2 separate regions of the Mus musculus genome follow, and region 2 is linked to region 1. A link is a contact called in public Hi-C data. All regions are on one chromosome and are shown on one strand. The core of a region is the stretch at or near the end of the contact, and the rest is flanking DNA. Distances in the headings are between cores, read along the strand shown.

What was found. Hi-C and Micro-C count contacts between places; a contact is called where the count stands out from the background.
Region 2: a contact with region 1 is called in a Hi-C map of cerebral cortex, with 2.1 times the contacts expected there. The contact joins the promoter of Dcstamp here to the enhancer-like site in region 1. A contact is called at or near these places in 2 of 39 promoter capture datasets (macrophages and stem cell-derived epiblast-like cells), 8 of 484 Hi-C or Micro-C datasets (the N1E-115 cell line, brain, cerebellar granule neurons and 4 more), 2 of 115 datasets of contacts at active chromatin or transcription factors (both in embryonic stem cells) and 4 of 9 other capture datasets (adipose tissue, embryonic stem cells, liver and 1 more).

The regions. Positions count from the first base shown.
Region 1 is chr15:39,676,632-39,682,314 of GRCm38.p6, forward strand. Rims2 (regulating synaptic membrane exocytosis 2) reads left to right here. Exons shown (of 27, transcript NM_053271.2): 24 at 2,617-2,729; 25 at 2,999-3,100; 26 at 4,358-4,497; 27 at 4,915-5,683. The coding sequence ends at 5,133. Among named protein-coding and RNA genes, the nearest start is that of Dcstamp, 66 kb to the right of the region's middle. Within about 2 kb of position 3,265, at least 16 of the 459 cell types and tissues checked have an H3K27ac peak or open chromatin away from gene starts, as enhancers often do. A contact at or near this core is called in cerebral cortex, where this site is marked.
Region 2 is chr15:39,743,561-39,749,243 of GRCm38.p6, forward strand. Dcstamp (dendrocyte expressed seven transmembrane protein) reads left to right here and starts at 2,370. Exons shown (of 4, transcript NM_029422.4): 1 at 2,370-2,407.

The DNA of each region.
Region 1 (5,683 bases), core at 2,015-4,514:
ATGGTCTCCACATGCAGGCTTATATTCAAGTATGACTTCCATCTCAGATGTTTACCATCATATTGAAGAAATGATACGTAAATTTTATCATACAGTAAATATTACCTTTTAGCCTTCCAGACGGTGTGCTGGGAGTTGAGGGTGTGAGTCATACCAGCAAATCAGATCAGAATGTAAGACAGTGGGCTTCAGAGTCAGGAGCCAAGTCAGCACAAGGAGACTACGTTCTCTTCTTGGCTTCTGGCACATATACTTTTGGGCAGATGACATAATGCTCCTACCGTGAAGGTGGCTCACTAAGGCTGGCAGGAGTCTGTTGTTTTCAATACTCTAGGCTCTGCTGAAGAGCTGGAGCTCTGGCACCAAACAAAACAGGCAAACCCTACCTCCATGCAGGCCAAGAGACCAGGGAGACCTCATCAAGAAATTAAATTATAAGAAAAATAATTTTAAAAAATAAAATAAATGAGATAACATAAATGTCGATGATAAAATAAGACAAGGAAAATAAATGAGGGAGGTTCAGCTAAGTACCTCCCAAACCTGACTTCAGATCCCTTCGTCCCTGGACAAATGAACCCACTTACTTCCTTAGCTTTTTTCTTTCTTTCTTTTTCTCTCTCTCTTTCTTTCTTTCTTTCTTTCTTTCTTTCTTTCTTTCTTTCTTCCTTCCTTCCTTCCTTCCTTCCTTTCTTCCTTTCTTTCTTTCCTTCTTTCTTTCTTTCTTTCTTTCTTTCTTTCTTTCTTTCTTTTTAATTTTTATTACATTTACTGAGAGAGACAGAGAGAGGAATGAGTACCTTCATGCTGTGGTGTGCATGTGCAGATCAGAGAACAAGTTGCTGGGATCCATTCTCAGCTTGGGCCATGGAACCTTTGGAGATCAATCTTGAACCTTCAGGTTTGGTGGCAAGAGCCTTTACCCACCGAGCCATCCTGTTGACCTTTATAAAGAACTTATGTGATCTATGCATGCATTTCATCTGTGTCTGAGCCACAGTATTTAAACTACTATAACAGGACTTACTAAGAATGACATTTTTAAACAAACAAGCGAGAGGATGAAGGTAGGATTTTCCATAAGGGAACGGAGGGAATGTAAGTATGATCGGAAGGCAGCTATGTTTGGAGAAGAACATTCCAAGCTGAAGCAAAGCCAAGCACTGAGCAAGAGTTTGCCCGTAGCAGGGAGTTGTGGCCCCATGGGAGGGAGAGGGAGTGAGACAGATGAGGAGAACCAGTGTGGGGTGAGGTTGAATGCTTTTGTGTTTTATAACATAGAAAACTTCACTTTACAGTGAGTGGAATGACCGACCTTTAATATCATCAACTCACTACTGCTGAGAGGCACAAGAGTGGGCCATTCAGTAGGTGTTACAGTAATGTACCACAAACATAATGGTGACAGGGACCAGAATGTAGCATTAGTGAGATCAGATTCTGCATCTCTTTTGACAGTAGGCTAAGTAAGATTTGTTCATACAGTGGATGTGTGTAGTAAAATACATGACATTGATTTGTTAGGTCTACCATAATAAACTACGATAGGCTTAAAAATTAAAAAATATTGTTTTTCCAAAATTTAGAGGCTGAAAGTTCAAGATCAAGAAATTAATAGATTTGGATTCCAAGAAATTCTCTTTTACACATGGCCACCTTCTTACACCATGTTCTCAGTGTCCCTTCCTTCCTCTTTCATTGTTTCCCAACCCCCACCCCTTGTGACTTCATTTAACCTTCGTTTATGTTTATCTATGCTGTGGCCCCTTTTTAAAACTATGGATTAGGCACACTATGGATTAGGGCTTCAACATTTAAACTTTGAAGAAGACATAATAGATAAAGACGAGCCTACTGCTGAGCAATTGGGAGATGGTGTTACCTTATGCCCAGTAGATATCCTGTTAGCCAGCTAAACTGTTGGAATGAAAGGGTGTGGTCCAGAGAGGAGGGCTAAGCCAGAGATGCTCTAGGCTGGCCAGCACCAACACAGACACCACTCAGTTGGGTGAAACATCCAACTCAGACACATGCAAAAGACATGAGGTAAAAAGATGCAGCTGTGGTGTTTAATGCAGAACTGGCAGAGATTAAAGCATAGAGGTACTTTGGAAGAGAGAAAAGTGAGGGCTTTTCCAAGGATTCAGGGAATGAAAGGGGTGTGGACTGGGAAGGAGAGTGCAATCCATGAAGGGGTTGGGTTTGTTTTGGGGTTTTTTTTTTGTTTGTTTGTTTTTTTGTAAGATGGCATGGGGGCCTGTTTATATGCTGATGAGAATGATACAGATTTTTTCAGCCATAAAAAGATAAGTAGTAGAGTCTCTTAGTGTAGCTAAGAGGATTAAACATGGCAAAGCATGCCATGACAAAAGTCCCCACCCCCAAGACGAAGCCAGAGAAGACACATAACCAGAAGCCCACATGGTGTAGTAGGTGCTTCTGCTGACAGGCGTGGAAGGCGAGAGAGTGTAAGATGGACTGAGATCTGTGGGAGGTGCTGTGGGATGTTGGGGTCCAGTGAATATTAGTGGCATCTTAGCCTTGCCACATCAGCAAGGCCAGCAGAAAACTCAAGGAAGGCTGAGGATTTAACCCCACGTGTCATTCTGCTTTCAGTCTGATCTTCCCTGGGGTCCGCCTGGCCTCTGACAGCCAGTTCAGTGATTTCCTGGATGGCCTGGGCCCTGCTCAGCTAGTGGGACGCCAGACCCTGGCTACTCCTGCAATGGGTAAGACTTTCTGTCACATGACTTCACTGTCCTTTAGATTACTGAAAGTCACATTCCCTCAATTTCATGCTACTTTTAACAAGATTACCAGCAAGAAAAAAGAGTCTTAGGTTTTAACAGTAAATGTTCTCAGTTTTTTCATTTGTAAAAATGAAATGATTTCTGATCATCTTCGGACATAAGAATATATCTGGAGAATGTCTGACCCAGAGTTCTTTGGCACAAGCATTCTTCCTACATCCTGTTTTTCTTTCCTATGTGCCCACCAGGTGACATTCAGGTGGGAATGATGGATAAAAAGGGACAGCTGGAGGTAGAAATCATCCGGGCGCGCGGCCTTGTGGTAAAACCAGGTTCCAAGACACTGCCAGGTAAAACAGAAGAGAGTCTGTTATTCTTATGTCTGTGTCGTTTGGTGTAAATGGTGCCTTTCTTTGCCGAGATCTTCTTAATCAAGAAGTGAGTAGAGAACTCTGCTGTCACAGTGCGTGGGGGCTGAGCTGTCTGCCAGCATTCTGAGGGAGCTGTGAGTGACAAGGGGGAAGGGAGCGTACAAGTACATGCACAGCGGAGGCCTCCGCCTTTGCTCAGGCACATTGTCACAGTGTGTGCTGCAAGTGTAGTTTCCAGTTAGCTGCTGTTTTATGTTATTCTTTGGTTTACTGAGAACTTCAGTTTTTTTCCTTAGGCATCCTTCAAGTTCTGGAATTAAAATAAAAATAGACTAGATCTACACAGGCCCATAGACTATGAATGCTGGCTGCTCTAAGACAAATGTTCAGGCCTACAGTATGTAAGAGGCTCTGGCATAACTTGATGCCACGTGTTTCAAGCATCATTATAATTCAAGGTGCTCGGAGCCATAGCTTGGTGCATGAGAGATCCAGCACATAAAGATGTGGATTCTGAAAGTGTCCCTGTTCCCAAAGCCCACACTGACATAATTATGCATTTCTCTCTCAACTCCTCAATCCTTATAGGAATTTTGAAGTAAAGTTATGTTTCTGACTGTACCACTTTAGAATTACGTTGTAAAGATTCTGAGAGTAGTTGACATCTTCACCATAATGAACAGCATGAGACATGGGAATGTCGCATGTCATGTCTCAGCGTCTGTCATAGAAGGTTGTAGGCATAGAATTCCTAGTGAGCTGCATTTCCAAGCTCCTTCTGAATGTATCACCTCAGAGCCCATCCCTGCTTGGACTCACACCATTACCAGTTAGTAAATGCTTTGAATAGTAAGGGAGCCCTGTGGGGTAGTGGAAAAAAAAAAAAAAAAACCTCCTCATTTCAAACATGTCTAATGAGATCCAAATATTGGTAATTTAAAGACTAAGACATTGCTCTTGAATCTTGTTTGTAAGTGGATGCATATTGCCTTATTTAATTCACATTTAAATCTCTACAAGAAGGAGTTGTGGAGAGAAAAAAGACCCTCACAGGCTATGTCAATATACTTAATACTGAATGGCTGACAACTGTCCATTGTGGCTCTGACGTGGAAGGCATGCCAGTGGCTTGAGTGCTGCCAGCTCTTCAGTGAAGATGAAGCCATTGTGCTTGCCCTCTATGTGCTGGGTACTTCACAGTCTTGCTCATCACTCACTCTGTTCTTTTCTCCCAAGCACCGTATGTCAAGGTGTATCTGTTAGACAACGGAGTCTGCATAGCCAAAAAGAAAACCAAGGTGGCGAGAAAGACCCTGGAGCCCCTGTACCAGCAGCTCTTGTCCTTCGAGGAGAGCCCCCAGGGGAGGGTGTTACAGGTACGTGTTCACGGCTGACCTCTGACACAGAAAGGGGTGGCCATGAAGCCACACTGTAAGTCTAGCATCTCTTCTGTGAATTTCTTCCCCGTTCGTCATGGCTGAAATTCTCTGTCAGCTGCAAGGCAGTGGCCAGTGCTGTATAGCTGTTCTTGTTGCTGTTCCCCTTAAAGGGAAAGACCAAGGACGCAGACACGTGAACCTGAGTTACACTCCAGCTCAGTTTGCCCTACACTATTATGCGGTTTTCCTAATGTCACTCTGGCTTCTGGGAATTAAAGGCAGCAGTGCCATTAATCAGACACCCTTGACAGCAGCTTATTAGCTAAGCACATTTTCCTGTCTTAGTTATGATTGGTTTCTCTGCTGTGATGTGCATGTCTATAGTAACATTACTTTTTTGTTTTCTGCCAACAGATCATTGTCTGGGGAGATTATGGTCGTATGGATCACAAATCCTTTATGGGAGTGGCCCAGATACTCTTAGATGAACTGGAACTATCCAACATGGTGATTGGATGGTTCAAACTCTTCCCTCCTTCCTCCCTAGTAGATCCAACCTTGGCACCTCTGACAAGAAGAGCTTCCCAATCGTCTCTGGAAAGTTCTACCGGACCTTCTTACTCTCGTTCATAGCAACTATAAAACTGTTGTCACAACAACCAGCGATACAAAAACCAGAAGAAAACGCACAGGTGGAAGCCCCTGGTAACACTGCATGCTTGATGTTGTGTCTACAGAGCCCACGTCTAGGGATACCAAGCAGTCCTGTGTTCTCAGAGGAAGTCGTACACATTGTGCCCTAGCAAAGGCCCTCAGGTGAAAGAGCAGAGCTGTGAAGAACTATCTATCAGGTTTGGAGTTCAATGACACTCGAGTTTTGGTCCATTCTGAAGCCATGGATTAATCTTAAAGAATCAGTCAGCCCTTTTCAATGGCTCCTTTATATTTTTATCAATTTTCTTCATTTATCTGACCCCAAAGCCCTGTTATGCCACAGAAATGGAGCTCTACAGCCATTAAGACACATTACAGGCCAAGGAGCAAAGACCTAGGAAGCAAGCATCAGGTGAAAAGCAAGAGACCAAAGAAGTGGTCAGGAGCAGAGTCAGCCACCGTTCCTGGAGGGGCTCCAGCAGGGAGAGCGGCCGCCGGGGCTGCTCCGGGAGGGAGGCAGGCATGTCAT
Region 2 (5,683 bases), core at 1,120-3,619, 66 kb after region 1:
TCTCAAAGATCAGGTCCATTCCTTGGGTCTCCTCTTTCTTCCCACTCAAGGCCCCTCCCTCAGATCTTCACTGCATGACCCTTCCTCACTTGGCCCCCATCACTGCTTTTGGATCAGTTGTCCCAGAAAGGAAGGACCACTCAGGCTGCGGCCCTGTACCTCTCCCCATCATCTGATGTTTCTTTCTGTCTCCCCCTGCTGGCTCTGTCCCCTTGATTGTTCATGGGTGCTCCTAGCTGGAGAACCACTTATGGTAAAGGAAGACCTTTGTTCTCTCAGCCCCTGTCCCAATATTTCCTACGGGGTGTTCTGCAGAAAGTCTATTCACCCCGTAGTTTCAAGTTCAATGTGACCCTGCTGTTGGGAAGGCCAAATTGTGCTGTCTGGCTAATTCTCAGTTCCCTGTCTTTACCCATTACATCTCGAATTATCATCAGAGTAAATGGGTGTCTTATCCTGACACCTCGTCAGAACCCTGAGCCACTGTCTCAATACATAAATGGCTCCTACAGAAAAGACCCGGATCAGGATCACCTCTGTTCCTTGTCTCGTTCTTATCCAGCTAACAAACAAACTAATCTATGTTTTATTTTTCTTTTCCATTTATGCCAATCTGGTTGTGCTTGTTAATTTTGAATGTAAATTTGGCTAGGTCATCACACGTAGCTGTTTGGCCAAACATTCTATATACTATCATGAAGACATTTTAAAAAAAATGAGATTAGGATTTGAATCAATAAACTTTGCATAAAGTACCCTATCAAAGAGGCAGACCGAATTTACTCAGTTGAGGAATAGAAGACCGTGCCTCTAAGGAAGAAATAATTCTGCATAGAAATCACTTGTGACCTTGGGCTCCAAAGTCAACTCTTTCCTGGACCCATAATCTATCATTTCTGTCTCATAGCTTCAACTTGCCCTCAACAGATTAAATTGCATTTAACTGAATCAAAATGAATAAAACTCCCAAAATTTCAATGAAGAAAAAAATTGTGGATGCAGATTTTGGAATTACAAATCTACAACTGAATGAACCAATTCATTAAACCTGCCCTGCCTTCAAAATATGTGTATGCATGTATATATAAATAGATACATATATGAGTGTATATATATATATGTGCGTGTGTGTGTGTGTGTGTGTGTGTAGACATATATATTTGTTTCTCTTATAAATTACAAGTCTTTTAAAATCAGAATTTGGAATTTTATTTGGTTTTTACATCTCTCAGTGTCTAAGCATTTTAAAGAATTTCAACAAATACCTGTTGATCTATCAGTTATTTCCAAATGAATACTTCCAAAATTTTAGGGAGACAGGAAAACTGTTGGCATTGTTGAAGAGTCCAGACAGCACATATGAAATAAATAAAAGAAACATTTTGAGAAGAGAGAATATCGATAATTTAATCAGGAGATTAATTGTAAATGTCACTTCTTAATGTGTAGGTGTGTCTTTGAAATTCTGACAAGCTTGCAAATGCATATGGGTAATAATTTTGAAAATATGACTTGATACCTTGACATTTCTATAGCTTTTCACTCAGTCATATGATCAAAATTGTTATTAGTAATAATATTTAAGGCAACATCCTTCTTAGAGACATTTGAATTTGCCTAGAAATTGTAAATTTTTTTGCTTTTAAATTTTTTTCTTATTAGATATTTTCTTCATTTACATTTCAAATGCTATCCCCAAAGTCCCCTATACCCTCTCCCAGACCTGCTCTCCAACCCACCCACTCCCGCTTCCTGGCCCTGGCGTTCCCCTGTACTAGAGCGTATGATCTTCGCGAGACCAAGGGCCTCTCCTCCCAATGATGGCCGACTAAGCCATTTAACATAAAAACTTTCACAGACTGATTGACTGGCTTTATACAAAGTTTTTGAGACTTGTCTACATCTTTTGAAGAACAATGGTCTTTTCAGCCAGAGAAGTAAACTTCTAAGCTGATAAGTACTATGTGTGCGTTGGAATCACCTAGTAGCTTCAGAGCTATGGGCTCATCCAGAAATCTGACTTTTCAGCTGTGGGTGGGGCCTGAGGGCAAGACCAATCTGCCCTCCCCATGGCTGGGGTGAGCAGGGAGGAAAAAGGGAAGGAAGAGAATGGGGGGGGGTCCTCATTTCTACAACTCATTGTTTTGAAAATATCCTATTATGTTATTTCCTAGGGTTAATGTCTAAGGAAAGTGCTGGAATGAAACCTGTGGCTCCTTTTTCCAGTTTTTACCCTTGATGACATTAAATAACTTCGTCACTTTGTGGAGGAAATGAGAAGATTGATTCAGGGTGATGTGGCCCACCTACCTTCTCATGTCCAGTTCCCCTTTCCCTGACCTATATTAAGCCTACGAGCTTCCAGAAGGGTGTGCTTTGTGCTTGTGGAGGAACCTAAGCGGAACTTGTAAGTAAACTTTCAAATATAATCTTGCTTCTAAAATTGCTTTTAAAAGAATCCAGGAATCCAGGAATCCAGGAATCCAGCCCCAGGACCAGAGAGTACTTTTAAACCTGTCTTCTACCTTAGTCATCTGCTTTTGTGGTGAAGGAATGGGAAGACAGCTTTTCAGGGCTGGTACCTGGCCTCTCAAGCTCAGGGAAGACTGCTGAGGGGTGTCCTGCTGAAGGCCCAGTAGCTCACGTCTACCTGTCTTGGGAAGAGTGGGTCTCTGGCCTGACGTCCTGGCTGTGGTTAGCATGGGAGCTGGTTTGTAGGGTTCACTGAGGCAAAGCGAGCCAGCTTGGCCAACCGAGAGCTTCCCTCCCGGCTTTGCAGCACACAGTGACTGGGTGAATTGTCCTGCACTTGCTACTTTGTTTACCCCGAGGCTTCCATTAATCTCCTTCTGGATGAAGTCCGCCTTCTTGGAGAATGCAGTTGCTGGCTTTCCCAAGGCAAAAATGACTAAACCAGAGTGATGAGGAATTCGTTCCACCTCAGAGGAGGCTGCAGCTCCCGCTCACACTATTTTGGCAGCCTGAGAGAACAGCGTGTTCCCAACCAAAAGATAAAAAGTTTCAAGAGCTTAACAGCAAGCAAGAAAGAGGGGGAATAAAAAAAGATAAGAAAAAGGCGAGCGGTCACCTTTCATTCCTCCTGTGTCCCACTCCCAGGGCCAGCCGAGCTTTGATTCTCTGCCTCAGAAGTGGCTGCCAAGTGCTCATTCCGGGCATTTGTGGCTAGCATTCATCTCTCACCTAGAGACCACTGGGTCAGCAGGGAGCAAGCTGAAGGCCCAGGAGGTGAAATGACCTATCAAAGGCCACACAGCCCATATAGGCAGGTACAAGCTAGAGGGCAGGCATCCTGTCTCCATGCCTGGAACCTTTTCAAAATTTCTCTCTGCCTTTTGCAGGAATTTATTTTCAAATGACTTTTCACATCATGTCAGGTCCCAAAGAAAGCTGGAGGCAGAATTGGTTGGAGGTGCCCTGGAGGAAATGACAGATTATCCCATTGGGGTAATTTCCCTCGGGTGACTGCAGATAAACTGTGCTGGCTGAGTTTAGGCCATTGGATTCTGTGCAGAAGCAGGGTCAGAATGAGCTGGCAGTGTTCTGCCAGCGAGAGAAACAGCAATAGTCCTGGAGGTCATAGCTCCTGACCTTTTTCTCTTGCACCCTCAGTAGAGCAGCAGGCCTACTGTGTGCCTCACTGGGGAGCATTCTAGAGCACTCTCAGGGCAGGCCATTTGCTTGCAAGTTGTTACTGTTTCATGGTCTATGTGTTATAGTATCTTACTGCACCTTGTATCTGAAGCAAGATAGGAAACATACATGGATGTTGAAGTTTGATTTGTGTTCAAAGGATAGTGCTCAGGAATAGGAGTAGTGCGCATGTTCGCGCGCGCGCGCGCGCGCACACACACACACACACACACACACACACCACACACACACACACACACACACACACACACACACACACACACACACACACAGAGTACCAGAGAAAACCCCAGCAGCTGTGTTTTCTAGCTACATAAGCAGAGTAGATGGAAAGGGCTGGTGTTCCCATTTCTATGGCAACAACTCAGCTCTGCATAAAAGCAGGTAACTGTGGGCTCAGGTTAAATACACTGACTGCGCAGCTCTGCAGGGCACTGGGTTTGACTCAGGGTCTTCACCACAGCTCTGTTCTTTTCTGCCCCCCACCCACCCACCCAACTAGGTCTCATGAAAGTCCCCTTAACCCTATGAAAGAAAGACAGGATCCTGGTGGCACTCTGCTGTAAACTTGAGCTAAGGCTTGCCTGCTTGGGGCGTGTTGCAAACTGTAGGCTAGGGATAAAAGCAAGGTAGTGGTGCTTACTCTTGGAAAATTGATGCTGTAAGAGCAAGAAGCAGGCTCTTTATGTTGAAGAGACAAGGCTGTTGAGTCAGGCAATAAGCATTATTGATAATGGAAGCAAAATGAAGAGAAATTATAGGTTAAAGGGATCAAGGAGGCTTTTAGAAGCTGCCAACAGAAATAGCATAGAGGCTGAGGGACTCGGTCCGGTACACAGAAAGCAAGAGAAGCAAAGGGAGCTCAAAGAAATGCCAAGATGCAGAGACTGGAAATCAGCTTACAGCACACTCAAGCTACCCCAAGCAACAAGGTGAAGAGAAGAGATCCCAGGGCATGGCTGGGAGGTGGGCTAAGGCCAGCAGGGGCGGGAACACTGGAGGAAGTCATGACCTTCGAGAAGATCAAGTGCAAACTGGCAACTGAGCTCAAAATCAGTCAGAATGAGCCAATGTTTTATAACAGTTAGACAGCACCCAAGGACAGGTGGCTGGGCATTGAATGCATGTGCCCAGTGTGGAATGCATGTGCCCAGTGTGGCTGTCCAAGGAAGTGCACTCTCTAAGGGAGTTGATGAGGTTAATGAGACCTCACCCAAAGTGACTGATAGGTTATGGCTTACCATCGCTGAAGAGAGAGACAAAACTGATCCAACAGAGAGATGGAGGCTTCATACTTGATTAACGATAACATACTGGAAAAATAAAAAGAAGGAGAGGAGAGACAAAAAGGAGGAGAAACCCTGATTCCCCTCTCCCCGCTCTGCTACCTGAGAACACACAGAGAGGAAGCAACTATCTGTACACTGGAGGAAAGCCCTCACCAGAGCCTCTTCCTGTGAAACCATGAACAGGGTCTTCCAGTTTCCAAAACTCTAAGAAATAACATCCCCTGCTTCTCCCTAAGGCATTTTGTTATGGTGGCCTTGAAAGACTCCAAAAGGAGCCCCTCGCTCAGGCCTCAGGACAATAGCAGACACCCAAGAACTCATGATAGACTGAGCTTGTTGCAAACCACATGAGGCTTTATTCGGGGAAAGCCAGAGCTCTGGGGATGACTCATATCCCACGCAGGGGTAGAGGAGTCGACCTCGAGGGGAAAGAGGACCCAGTTTTTATAGGCCCTCAGGGGGGAAAGGAGAAGGGGGGAGTAGGGGATTTCCAGATCTAAACAATATCTATTCTAAAATGATTGATTCCTCAAGAAATGGGTATGGGAGGGAAACAAGGAAAGAGTCTAATGAAGGTGCAGCACTCCGGATTGGCCCCTACTATGGTTGCTGGGGAGATTTCCTGACTCTTTCCCAGCAACCAATATCACAAACACCTGGCAGTGAGGTGCAGCAATGGGCACACACCTGGTCAGAACATTGGCAGACACACAGGTTTGAGG